Regions from separate parts of the Triticum aestivum genome. Here region 1 is linked to region 2. Evidence: chromatin contacts called from public Hi-C data. All regions are on one chromosome and are shown on one strand. Each heading gives the region's core, a stretch centred on a gene start, on an enhancer-like site or on the middle of the called end of the contact. The rest is flanking DNA. Distances are from core to core; before and after follow the strand shown.

Region 1 (6,933 bases), core at 527-3,026, 490 kb after region 2:
GTCCATGTAATCACTGGCGAGGCACTCATTCTGTCAACAGAGAGAGCAGGGAAACAACACCTTCAGATTCAGAGACCAGGCAGGCAAGGCAGGAGATCACAATGCTTTTGCACACTCTAGTACTTCTACTGCCTAAGGGAGTACATGTTTTTACCTCAGCGACTTTGTAGAATTTGTAGATATCCTCGATGTAGTCGACGACGGCGAGCTGGTTGTCGCCGTCAAGCTTGTCGATGTCCTGGATCGCTGGCTCTTCGGTGATTCCGGCTGCAAACTGGCATTGCAATGGTGGATCAGAATCAGAATCAGATCAGGCTCCTTGCACAGGTCTAGGAAGCAAAGTGTTTGACTGTCGACGGATGAACGCGCGTACCTTGGAGCGCGCCGAGAGCACGTGGCTGAGGGTGGTGACCACCTTCTTCCTCGAGTACTTGCGGACGGAGCTGACGCTGCCGGCCTCCGACTTGGTCACGTCGGAGTCGGAGCTGATCTCGATCACGTGCTCCGGTGGAGGAGGGGCGGGCTTGACATGATGAGCCCTCCTCACCGCAGGCCTCGCCGCCGGGTTCTGCAGCAACCAAAGCCAGGCGACGCTCCGATCAGCACCGAGACCAGATACGATTCAAATCAGGATGAGGGAGGAGGGCATGCGCGCGCGCGTACCTTGGCCTTCTCCTGGGCGTTCTTGAGGAGCTGGGCGCCGAAGTTCCTCGTGACGGGGCGGTTCACCGGCTCATGGGGCTGCGGCTTCCTGTTTCTAAGAACGCAACGTAAGCAGGAGTTCCATAGGAAGAAGAAGAAGAGGAAATCGTACTGGAACGGATAGATTTGTTGCTTACCCTTCGGCCGCGCGGGCGTTGACGACGTTGGCGATGTCGCCCAGTGGGGCGCGCCGGTTGTTGGCCTCGAAGTTGCCGATGTCGCCCAGGGCGCGGCGGGTGTTCTTGGGATCGGGCCTGCCGGCCATGGCCGCCTTCTGCTGCTTGCCCATGGCGGGGACACCGCCACCACCACCACCTAAAGCTGCAGGGCAGAAACAAGAAGAAGTCAGATCCGTCGGGAGGAGGTGGATCAAATCAAGCCACATCAAATCGCCATCAGAGTCGAATCTTGCGTCTGAAGCTGCTCTAGCGGCAATCAATTCAGACCAAAAACGAGGATTGGAATCTTGAGCAATTAATCGCAGAGAAAGCCACGGATCGGAAGCTTGAAGCACAACCTTGCTAAGAAATCAAACAAAAACGCATCAAGAATTCACCCCAACCAGACAGGGAGTCAGGGCCGAAACGAACACCCCCAAGAAACTCATCTTCCCCCCCAAGAACCCCATCTTTTCCCCCAAGAACCCATCTTTTCCCGAGACCAGAACAAGAACCAGGAACCAGCGAAGGATCCACCCAGGGGGAACCACGCCAAAGGAAGAAGAAGAAGAAGACGAGAGAGGGAGGGCAGGATCCCGTCGGCGCACGCACCTCTGTTCTGCTGCTGAGCGGCAGCGACGTTGTTCTGCGCGCGAGCGGCCATCGCGTCCCCCTCCTCGCCCTGGCCAAAGATCCCGGACAGCACCGAGGAGAAGAAGCGCGCAACCCGCGAGCCCTCTTCCCCGCCGGCGAGCGCAGCCACGGTGGGTTACGGCGAGCTCTACGGCGACCCTTCGACTCTTCTCGCCTCGCCTAGGTATGAATCGACCTTTGCCTCGCGCTTTCGTGCCGTGGGTGGATCAATCGATGGCGTGATGGGGGGGTTCTTGGAGGGATTGGGGGTCTGGGTTCCGGAGGAGGGGAGGGGAGATATAGGACGAGGACGGGGAAGGTCCTGTCGGGGTGGGCGGCGGCGTGGGCCTCTGCGCGGAGCGGGGGGGGAGGGGGAGGAGCGGCTGGCTCCCTCCAACGGTCGGTAAGGGCTCGGATCGCAACGGTCGGGGCGCGGGATCGGACGGCCGGGATTGAACGGGGGCACTAGCCGTTGGGTGGCTGGGTTCCGAGCTGTAAAGGGGCGCGAGTTGTGTAGGACACGTAACACCAGAGCCGCGTTGGATATATGGTAAGAAATTAATGGCCACTGTTATTGGAAAGATTTTTGTGTTGTTGTAGTATGTACGACGGATTTACAAGATCTCTTTGGCGTGTGGTTTTCTTTCTTTTTATTATGGTTCATTCATTCACTGGCCATTGCGTGCTCTGGGTTGCCAAGGCCAGGCACCAGGTGGAAACATTCAATTTCAACCTCTTCTTGCGAAAACGTGAAATTCTTCGACTTTTTCTGAAAGCGAGAAAATGTCGAATTCTTTAACTCTTTCCTAAAGCCAAAATGTGAGGCTCTATACATTTTTACATATTTTTTTTATCAAGTCATGTGAATATAGCAGTTTCTATACAGGGCGGCGTTACCGAGCTTGGGATCATTTGCAATATAACCTCCGTTCGAAAATAACTTATGTGGTTTTAGCTCAGTTGGAAATTTCATGATGCTTCGACATTGCAGGAACTCTGGACAAAAAATAAACTTTGAGTAATGCTCAAATTTTCACATTTTTGAGCATTGATTTTGTGGTTTTTTTTACAGAGCTCCCTCGATGTCAAAACCTGAGCATCTTCGATGACATAAAATTTTAGGTTTTTCTTATCGTATTTGCTATGTTTTTCCTGAATTTAGTTTCATCCGACACCCGATGAGCTCGGGATCTACAATCAACTATTGAGTTTCTATATTCATATTTGTGTAGTATGGAACTACACCGACCTTATGTGTACGTACTAATATCATCCAGTTGCATAAGATTTACACACTGTAGAGTCAAGAAGCATCCATGGTTATGTTTAGCGCGAATTATATTCTTGATCAAGTATTTTGTGTCACACGGATACTTCAAAAAGCACACGTATCTAGCCAAATGTTGCTCAGATACTCCCTTGATACGACATGATACGTATCCGTTGATTTACCTTTTAAAAATAATGTTTGATATGCGTGGATACTATTGTGATAAATTTTGGATATGAGAAACCATTGCTTACATTGTAAGCATGATGTATCTAACCATGTCTTAGTTTTACTTGTTAGACTATATATATACGTAGTCTGTGTATTAATATTGTAACATTGTATTGTACCCCTTGATACCTCTATATAATGAAAGAGCCACACCCCGTTTAGGGTGTCGAGCAAGTTCCCAACATATTGGCCCTCGCCCCTATGTCACCGTTCCTCTTCTCGGCCCCTTGCTTCAGCCTACGGGGCCCTGCCGCCGACCGAGTCCCCGATCGGATCAAATCCATCGGCCGACTCCTCTGCTGAGTTCGTTGCGCCGCCGTCTCATGACATTGCTGTGCAGCCGCCTTACGGCGCCGTCGCGCAGACGCCCGGTGGCGTCGCTCCTGCCGTGTATGGTGCGCTGCAGGCGGCCCAGGGCTCCCTTCAGCCGCCGTCATCCTCCTGGCCCGTGGCGTCCTACGCGGCGCCGTATCATCACCAACCCTATGCGGCTCTCCCGTCGCATCACCACCAGCCACCGTCGGCGCCAATCTACTCCGCGCCGCCACCGCAGCAGCACTTCCTGGCGCAGCCGCCGCACCAACCCTACTCCGCGCAGTCCGGGTTCGTGGCTGCACCGCCGCAGCCATCCTACGGGGCCGCGGTGAACTACGGAGCCGACACCCTCGTTCCCGGTGCTCCTGGCGTCTACTCGGCGGGTGCTCCTCATCTCGAGACAGCCCCATCGACGGGTCCCTACGCGCCATCGATGCATGCTCACGCCGCTCAGGTCATGGCGCCATCACCGTTTTACTTCTCGCATCTGCTGCCGGTGAAGCTCACACCGGACAACTACCTGTCCTGGCATGCCCAGGTGTTGCCTCTTCTGCGCAGTCGCTATCTGGAGGGCTATGTTGACGGATCCATCCCGTGTCCGCTCACTCATCACCCGGTGTATCATACATGGGTGGCCCAGGATCAGGCCATTCTCTCTGCCATCCAGTCCTCGCTCACTCCGAGCGTCTCGTCGCTGGTCATCTTCGCTACTACATCCCGGGAGGCGTGGGCGGCGCTTCACATCAGCTTCGCCTCGCAGTCTCAGGCGCGTGCTCACTCTATACACACCGAGCTTGGTGAGACCAAGCTTGGTGACCTCAGCATCACGGACTACTTCAACAAGATGCGGAGTCTCGCCGACACATTGGCCTCGGTTGGCCAGTCTCTACAGGATGAGGATTTCACCACTTTCGTTCTTAACGGGCTCGACGATGATTATGACAATCTCGTTGAGAACGTTCATGGCTGTGACGATCCACTTCCACCTCGTGAGCTGTATGCCCGCCTCCTTGGTCGTGAACAGCGCATCAAGGCCCGTCGTGTCTCATCGGGTTTCGCCTCCGCCAATGCCGCCACTCGCGGCAAACCTCAGCGGCTTTCATCTTCAGGGGGCAAGCAGGCACCATCTTCGCATTCGGCCCCGCGTGGCAATGCGCCATCCATCACGGGTGGCAACCGGCCGGTTGCTTGCTGCTCCTCCTGCGGTGCCCTGCAGGCTTGCCAATTGTGTGGTCTGGAGCGCCACATTGCATCTCGCTGTCATCGTCGCTACAAGCAAGATTTTTTGGGCCTTGGCAACAATGGCAAATGAAACGACAAGCAGGCTGCCGCCGCCGTGACTACTCATGATCATGGTCGCACTCCGTCCTACTCCGTTGATCCATCATGGTATATGGACACCGGCGCTACTAACCACCTCACCGGCGAGATGGGCAAGCTCTCTACTCAGGAGCCATACCGTGGTCATGATCAGGTGCACACCACCAGCGGAGCAGGTATGCGCATCTCTCATGTTGGTCAGGCTTCTCTCCTTGCACACAATTTTCGCAAACTACATCTCTTCCAATGTCCTTCGTGTTCCCACTGCTACGCATAGTTTGTTGTCTATTCCTCAACTTACACGTGATAATAATGTCCTTGCTGAGTTTCACCCTTTTTGTTTCTTTATCAAGGATCGGGACACGAGGGCCGTTCTGCTTAGCGGTCATCTTCGCCATGGCTTGTACGCACTTGATGTACCTAGCACACCATCCATGCAGTCTTCTCCTCAGGCGTTCAGTGGTGTTCGTGTGTCTCCTACGCACTGGTATGCGCGCCTTGGTCATCCTGCGGCCCCTATAGTTCGTCATGTGTTGCATCGTCATGAACTACCACTTGTGTCCAATAAATCTGCTGACACCGTTTGTGATGCCTGTCAGCAGGGCAAGAGTCACTAACTTCCGTTTTCAGAGTCTAGTCGTGTTGTGAAACATCCTCTTGAGCTTGTGTTTTCTGATGTATGGGGTCATGCCCAGACGTCAGTTAGTGGTCACAATTATTATGTCAGTTTTATTGATGCTTATAGTCGGTTTACTTGGTTGTATCTTATTAAGCGCAAGTCTGATGTGTTCGATGTTTTTATCCAGTTTCAAGCACATGTTGAGCGTCTCCTTAAGCAGAAAATCATCCATGTTCAATCTGACTGGGGGGTGAATACCACAACCTCAACTCTTTTTTAACAAACTTGGGATTTCACATCGTGTGTCTTGTCCTCATACTCATCAGCAAAATGGAACTGCCGAACGTAAGCATCGTCATCTTGTTGAAACTGGCCTAACCTTGCTCGCTCATACATCCATTCCGTTTCGGTTTTGGAGTGATGCTTTTTCCACAACTTGTTTTCTCATAAATAGGCTTCCCTCACGACTCCTGAAAATGCAAACTCCGCTTGAACTCTTGCTCAACGAGACTCCAGACTACACCTTTTTTAAGGTGTTCGGGTGTGCATGTTGGCCTCACCTTCGCCCATATAATAAGCGTAAGTTAAAATTTCGGTCTAAGAAGTGCGTCTTCCTTGGGTACAGTTCTCTTCACAAAGGGTACAAATGCCTCCATGTTCCTACAAATCGCGTTTACATCTCTCGTGACGTGGTGTTTGATGAAAACGTGTTTCCTTTTCGTGCACTTCCGACAAACTCTACCATTTCCTCACAACCGGTGCACATGTCCACACCTGTGCCTGATCAATTTGTGGATGTTGCATATGCCCCTGCGTTGTTGTCTAATCATGCTACATGTATTGGACGTGGCGCTCGTCTTGAGCTTCTTGATGAACAGGAAACCGACGCGGCAGCTCCTACTCGGGACGTGCATGTCCCATGCATAACGGGTTCAGCCCGCGTACCCGCCCCTGCATCGCCACTGGAGGCTGCAGTGCGGGCGCCGGTCTCGCCTGGCCCACAGGGCCACGGGTGGCCTCGCCTGGCCTGCCACTGGCCTCACCCAGTCCTTGGGCTGGCGCCCCGCCTAGCCCGCGGCTGGCCTCGCCTGGCGTGCCACTGGCCTCGCCCAGTCTTTCGGCTGGCGCTCCGCCTGACCCAGGAGGGGTCACGCCCGACCTGGAGGCATCTTCGCCTCAGTCGGCGGTTGCTTCGACCGGCCTGGAGCCGGACCCGGTCAGTCCCGCCTCGGCTGCTAGTGGGCTGGCCTCGCCTGGCTCGTCGTCGTCAGGGAGCCCTAGTGCAAGCTCTCCCGATGCTGCAGCTTCATCTCCATCACCGGTTGTGTCGGTCTTGCCGGCACGGCCTGTGGTCCCTCTTCGTCCTCGTACACGGAGTCAGTCGGGCATTTTCTGTCTGAAGGAACGCAAGGACGGGACTGTGGCATGGCTAGCCGCGTGCATGGCTCACATTGCTGCTGATCCCACTGCTGAGCCTCGACACTTCCAGGCTGCACTGAGTATTCCTCACTGGCACGGTGCTATGAAACAGGAGATTCAGGCTCTCCAGAAAAAATGACACTTGGCAGCTTGTTCCTCCAGTATCTGGTGTCAATGTTATTGATTCCAAGTGGATTTTCAAAGTCAGGAGACATGCTGATGGTTCCATCGAACGCTACAAGGCACGGCTTGTTGCCGAGGGCTTC
Region 2 (6,651 bases), core at 1,774-4,273:
GTGTGGCGGCTCTCGATCTCCTCTCCCGCGTCTTGCTGAAGTGGCGTCATCGTCGCCATCGCTAATCTTGGCCTCCTCTCCTGCATCCTACTAAGCTGACGCTGCCATGACGTGCACACTCTATTTATTCTCCTCTATCCTCTGCCTCAGCGCCCTCCTATTCGTCCATCCACATGGACTTTTTCTGCGGCGACGACGCTAGCAACTAGTTCGTCGTGTCAACAACGAGATCACTCGCCCGCGACCCCGTGCTCGTCGTGTCAGATGCACTACCGCTGCCTATCTGCCTTCTCTCATGCGTACTACTACATTGGCACCACCGCCGATGTTGTTCCTCCCAGCCTCCTCTCTCGCGCATTGTTGTTGGAAATATGTCATAGAAGCAATACTAATTGTATCATTATATTTTCATATTCATAATTATAGAGTTTATATTCTCTGCTATAACTGCTATGATCCTGAAATATGCGATTCGTTGGAAAACTCGTATGCACGTGTGGAATGATAAATGGTAAAATAAAAGGTTCCTAGTCTTGCCTTTAGGACTAGCTCAAGTGTTGTTGGTGATCATGTTTTCCGGATCTTAGGATATCTGTAAGTGTAACGATAGTTTTAAAACAACATTGAGATTATGACGTTAGAAGAACGGTCATATTAAATCGATCCGAACTTGTTTGTTGTGGATTAAGTTAATATCATCTGTAATCAATTGTAATAACACGGAATGTTAACATGTGGTTTTGCTCCTTAGACCATGAGAGTATCGTAGTCACTTCTTACCACACGGTGGGATTTCGGGTTGCTCAAACGTCACCTGTAACACGGCGATCGTAACGACAACTTACATGTTCATCAGAAAATTTGACAAGGGACTAGATAGATCGATAGTGGGATTTGCTTCTATGACGAAGGAGAGATATTCTTAGGGCCCTGACGACATCCATCATCATCTGTCTAGACACATGTGACTTCATCACGGGGATGCCGGAACACAATAACGAGAAAGAAGAACAAAACCGGTAACGAGGATAACGGTATAGTGAGCATGTGATGACTTAGGAGGATACCGACGCATCTTGGGTTTTGTGGAGTATCAAAAGCAAAGGGAACATCACATGATAACCAAAGGTTCACTCGAATATCATTTATGTGCTCATAAGGATCAATATGGACGTCCACGGTTCTGCTGTCGGTCATTGAACGAATGGTTTCGTTCATATCTATGAGTTACCGAACCTACGAGGTCACAAGCTTAAGGAAATCATGATATTCTAAGTGTTAGTAGGATGAGCGTGATGAAAATATATTTTTGGAATTGTTTTATTAATATTTGGAATAATTTCGAGAGGATCTGGAAGCGTTTCGGGGGTCATCGGAAGGGTTTCACAGAGTATCAGGTAATACCGGGTATTATCGATAAATGCATATAGGTGGAAAATGTTTTTGGAGATGTTAAATTATATATAAAAGGGTCTGAAAATATCTAGAACACTTTTATAGGTGGAAAAGAAAAAAATATAGACTAGCCAAGTGGAGCGTGATTTGTAGGCCGAAAGACCAAAGACAACACCTGGAAAACATAAAAGGTCTCCAAAAGCGACGTCTTTAAGAAGGAAACAGTGCACAAGCGTCGTCATCGCCCGATCCAAGATCATAGGTTTTCACCCTGGAGAAAGATCGAGTTCTCAAAACAATACCTTCAACAAGGCAATTGCCAGGCACAACCACTGAAGGCAAAACCTTAGGTTTTTCACCCTGAAAGTCACGACTCGCTACCCGAGGAGTACCACCAAAATATGAAATCCTCTAGTGCCGTCGCCCCCACTTGACACTGTTGCTACTGAAAGTTATCAAACACCTAGCTGACTCCATCGCCTTCAAGGGCCCCCTCCGCCTTACTGATCCTCCGATCTCAGCCATCAAGAGTTTCTCCGCTGTTGTCTGTGGCATGGAAATCGAGATGCCGACATGTCCCATGGTGTAAACAAATAGCAGAGCTTCGCGTCACGCCCTCCTGGAGCCACATAGGCTGATATGGACACAAACGACCAGATACTATCCGATCCAGATATCCTTGGGCAAGATCTCCGGCAGTAGTTCCGGAACACGTCGACTGCCAGATCGAGGAGGACCAGTCAAGCAGAACGTTGCCGTGATGCGATAAGAGCACAAGGCCGTCACCACACCGCTGCCTCCACCAAGCTGACGCAATCGACGTCACGGCGGAGGACATTGGCCCACGCTGTCCATGGCCCGCGGCTCCAGGCGCCATATCTGACGGAAACGGCAGCGGCCGGCCCGCCCCGCACTCCAGCGCCGCTCTCGAGCAACGTCAGTACGGTGCGCAGACTAGGAGGCAAGCCACCGCCCCGACCTGCCGGAACCGAGCAACCGCCCAAAACATCGTCGCCGCTGGTGTCAACAAGGGAGACTCCGCCGTGCCCGAGGACGCCCCCACGACGCGAGCAAGGTCCCCGCCGCCGCCGTCGGTCGCAGCGGCTTCGCCTTGCAGCTTCCTCCGGCAGCGGAGGAGAGGAGGAGCGCTTTTTTTGGTGGCGGTGGCGGTAGGAATCACGATCAGTCCGTGATTTAGTTTTCATGTAAACCAGACTACAAATTTTAACAAAAACAATATTTAAAAGTTTGTGAACCAGTGGGGTACTTATGAAAATACTCTTTATTTGTAGTTTTGGATTTTCTATATAGTGAATTTTAATCTGTATCTACCTTACACAAGTTAATTATATGCAGCATAGTCACCTAAATAACTGTTCTTACATCTCCAAATTCCGATTTAGCTTAGCCAAACAGCCGGAATAGAAAAAGATGTCATGATGTCAGCAATGATGTTATCATTTGCAACACTATATACAATTCCACTCATACAGATACGGGCATGATTCTTCTGTTGGCTTTGTCCATGAGAATCATACAGCTGCATTATTATTTTAGGATTTGCAAATTCTCATCTGGATAGATAGGTTTAGAAGAGAAATGTTAAAAAATGAAAAAATCTTGTAGAACTGGCCTGTTTTTTTTTTCAAAAAGGGGGCACTATGGCCTCTGCATCAGAACGATGCAGAACTGGTCTGGTACTGAATTATTGTATGCCGCCGCCGGCATACCTAGAAATCCGAAAAAAGATGACAACGTCTCAATCATCACCGCGTTACATAAGAGTACTCCACCGATCTCTCACCGCAGTCCGCACAGAATCAAACAATGGCCACGTCCGCAACGGCGGCTCGGCACATGGTCGCTTTGCCGTACCCGGGCCGCGGCCACATCAACCCCATGCTCGCCGTGTGCCGCCTGCTCGTCGCCGCGGACGGCGCCCTCACCGTCACCGTCGTCGTCACAGAGGAGTGGCACGGGCTGCTGGCCTCCGCCGGAGTGACCCCCACGCTGCCGGACCGCGTCCGCCTCGCCACCATCCCCAACGTCATCCCCTCCGAGCACGGCCGCGGGGCCGACCACGGCGGCTTCATCGAGACCGTAAACTGCAAGATGGGGGAGCCCGTCGAGCGGCTGCTCGACCGGCTGGCGTTGGAGCTGGGGCGGATGCCAGATGCTATCGTGGCCGACACGTACCTGCAGTGGGCGGTGGCGGCCGGCGCGCGGCTCGGCGTGCCGGTGTGCTCGCTTTGGACCCAGCCGGCCACGTTCTTGTTGGCGCTCTGCCATTTGGACCTGTGGCGACCAGCGGTTGAAGGTTTCAGCGAAGAAGGTACTAGCTAATTCGACCATGCTCCAAAATTTTGTTCAGAGAGTGTAGAAGACCGTTACTAATCAGGAAAAACTGAGCAATTTACTCCACAAGATTGTCTCTGTTTCCTCATAGAATATTTTGGATTCTTTAGCCTAGGACAAGCTTCAGTTTGATTCTTCACTAAATCGTAGACAACTGATGCGTTCTACTCGTATGCTCTGCAGAACTAAGCCGCAAGTCGTTGGAGCAATATGTACCGGGCCTCTCATCAGTGAGGTTGTCTGATGTCAAGATCTTCCTCGCTTGGGAGGGGCCAATCAAAATATCAGCGGAGGTGTTCGTCAAAGTACGCAAAGCGCAGTGCGTCCTATTTACCTCCTTCCACGAGCTCGAGCCCAGTTCCATGAGCAAAATAGCAGAGTTACTTCCCTGCCCCATCTATCCAATCGGCCCTGCAATCCTGCGTGCGCCGGACAACGGGGAGAGCGCCCGTGACGAGGAGCACCGGCGCTGGCTGGACGCGCAGCCGCAGAACTCGGTGCTGTACGTCTCGTTCGGCAGCTTCGTCGCCATGCCGCCCAAGCAGTTCGAGGAGATCGCCGTGGGGCTGTGCGACAGCGCGGTCAGGTTCTTCTGGGTGGCCCAGGACAGGGCCACCGCCGGCCTGCGGGAGATGTGCGGCGACAGGGGGTTGGCGGTGCCGTGGTGCGACCAGCAGGAGGTGCTGCGCCACCCGTCCGTCGGCGGCTTCCTCAGCCACTGCGGGTGGAACTCGGTGCTCGAAGCCGTGTGCGCTGGAGTGCCCTTGATTGGCTTCCCTGTTGTGTGGGATCAGCTGGTGAATGCCCGGATGGTCGCCGACGAATGGAAGACCGGCATCAACCTGAGGCAGCAGAGGGGAAAGGATGGGATCGTGAGCAGGGCCGCGGTCTCTGATGCCGCGAGGAAGCTGATGGATTTGGACAGCGGCGCTGGCCAGGAGATGAGGAGAAGGGCTGCGCAGCTGCGCGAGGCTTCCCGTGGTGCGGTCCTCGAAGGCGGCTCGTCGCAGCGTTCTCTCAGCGGTTTCCTGGAGGATCTTGTTGAGGGGAAATTGGAGGTCGCTGAAAGTTCTGCGTGAATTCTTCGTTTAGTCCAGTCACCGCCAGAAAAATACTAGCTGCTTGTGGTTCAAAATGGTGCATCATAGCAAGGCCATATGTTATTTTTGAGCGTAGAAATTTCAATTTTAAGGCTCATAATCTCGCAAAGCATACATGTAATCTAGGCATAGACATACATGTGTGGTTGGGCACTTCTCGTGACCCAACTATTGTATCTATGAACATTACTCTTATTCAATAAAGCATGGGAGATTTCTCAAAAAAAAGCAAGGCCATATGTCCTACAGATATTTCATTTTTTTTGCTGCACTTGAGAGCATTCTGACCGATCCCTATCCGGCGTTAGAGAAAAACAAATTCGATTTTGGTCACTACTAGGCGCCGGTGCGCCGGCCCAACTTTGAGCCGGTCATACCAGCAGCGTCCGATCGAACAACTCATGGTCGTACGATTCTCTTCTTTACTTTCACCAGGCGTCTTCTTCCTTCAAAAATAACTTCCAGCGCGCTACCAAGTTTGAAAGTACCACCCCGGTGCGCTCGCCTGTAGCCGCCCTCCCCGCCGGTCGTCGTCGTCGCCGCCGGCCGCAGTCGTTGCCGCCGGCCGCCGTCATGGTGGAAGCAAAAACAAAAGCTGGATCTAGCAAAAACAGAACATGGTGGAAGCAAAATTTGAAGTTGGTTCTAGTAAAAAATTATGGTGGTAGCAAAATAATTTGTTGGATCCAAACTTCTAATGATGCATGTGCTAGCAGTTAGGGTGGATGGCTGCATCATCTCTGCGTCTCCAGCTCGCCGGGTTCGAGTGCCAAGCAGCAAAAAATCTAGAAGCAACAAAAATCTTCCAGCAAAAAACTTCACCCTGGGTCGAAATCCGGTGGTCGGTTGAAGCAAAATCAAAAAAATGCTTCTAGCAAAAACAAGCTTAGGTGCCAACAAAAACGACATGAGCATTTGAGAGCTCTGCATCCGATGAAGCAAAAAATTATCTTGGTTCCAGCAAAAAAATACACCGGTTCCAACAAAAACAAAAAATTGGTTCAGCAAAAAATGCATCAACAAAAAATGGCCATCCTCTCTTGCAGCTCCCCCAGTAACCGGTTGGAGCTCCGGCGTGCACGATTGCAGCTCCCGACATTCGAACAACGTTGGATACAACACTCCTTGCTGCTGGATGTAGCTTCCCTGGCGAGGCACCAACCTTGTAGCACATACACCAGCTGGTTGCAGCAGACAAGAGCACCCGTTCCCGCAAAAAACGAAGATGTTCATAAAAACAAAAGGGGATGATAGCAAAAAGCAAAGGGGTTGTAGCAAAAAAAAATGGTGGATCCAGCAAAAAAATACCCTGTTCCAGCAAAGCCCCTCGGTTCCAGCACAAACTCGCCGCCGTTGCCGGGGCCGGGTGCAGCTTGGCCATGGCGATCGAAGCACCCTAGTTGCGACGGCCATGGAGAGGGCGCGTGTCCAGCTGCCGGCGGAGGCGGACAAGGTGATGAGCGTCACAGCCGTGGAGAGGTAGGATCCACACGAGCACCATGGAAGGAGCTGCTCGTCGGGGGGATGGTCGTGCCATGGCTGACGAGATTGGGATTGGGAGGAGAGAGACTTGAGGGGAACGAATGGTTGTAGTGTGTTCTGGAGAGATAAGATGAAGAGATAGGCGATGGGTGGTCCCAAATTCTCACGTAGTCACGTGGAGAGAAAAACTAAAGCGAGCTACGCGGCGTGACGGGCCGAAGCTTCGGCGGGCACACCGTTTTCAAACATTTTCCTTCGATTTTTCTTCTCTAACCGGTACTTAACCAAAGGGAACTGTTTACATGCGGCGCGCCGGCCG

The links. A called contact is a pair of places that touch in the nucleus more often than the background predicts.
Region 1: a Hi-C map of root shows a contact between it and region 2, with 7 times the contacts expected there. The contact joins the promoter of LOC123062341 here to the promoter of LOC123062338 in region 2. A contact is called at or near these places in 3 of 5 Hi-C or Micro-C datasets (leaf and root).

Annotation. Positions count from the first base shown.
Region 1 is chr3A:577,994,348-578,001,280 of IWGSC CS RefSeq v2.1, forward strand. LOC123062341 (cyclin-B1-1) reads right to left here and starts at 1,777. Exons shown (of 9, transcript XM_044485806.1): 1 at 1,473-1,777; 2 at 840-1,023; 3 at 664-751; 4 at 374-568; 5 at 155-274; 6 at 1-30. The coding sequence starts at 1,524.
Region 2 is chr3A:577,503,855-577,510,505 of IWGSC CS RefSeq v2.1, forward strand. LOC123062338 (UDP-glycosyltransferase 87A1) reads left to right here and starts at 3,024. Exons shown (of 2, transcript XM_044485803.1): 1 at 3,024-3,727; 2 at 3,934-5,078. The coding sequence starts at 3,223. The coding sequence ends at 4,829. LOC123062339 (a long non-coding RNA gene) reads right to left here. Exons shown (of 2, transcript XR_006429625.1): 1 at 6,159-6,651; 2 at 5,785-6,031.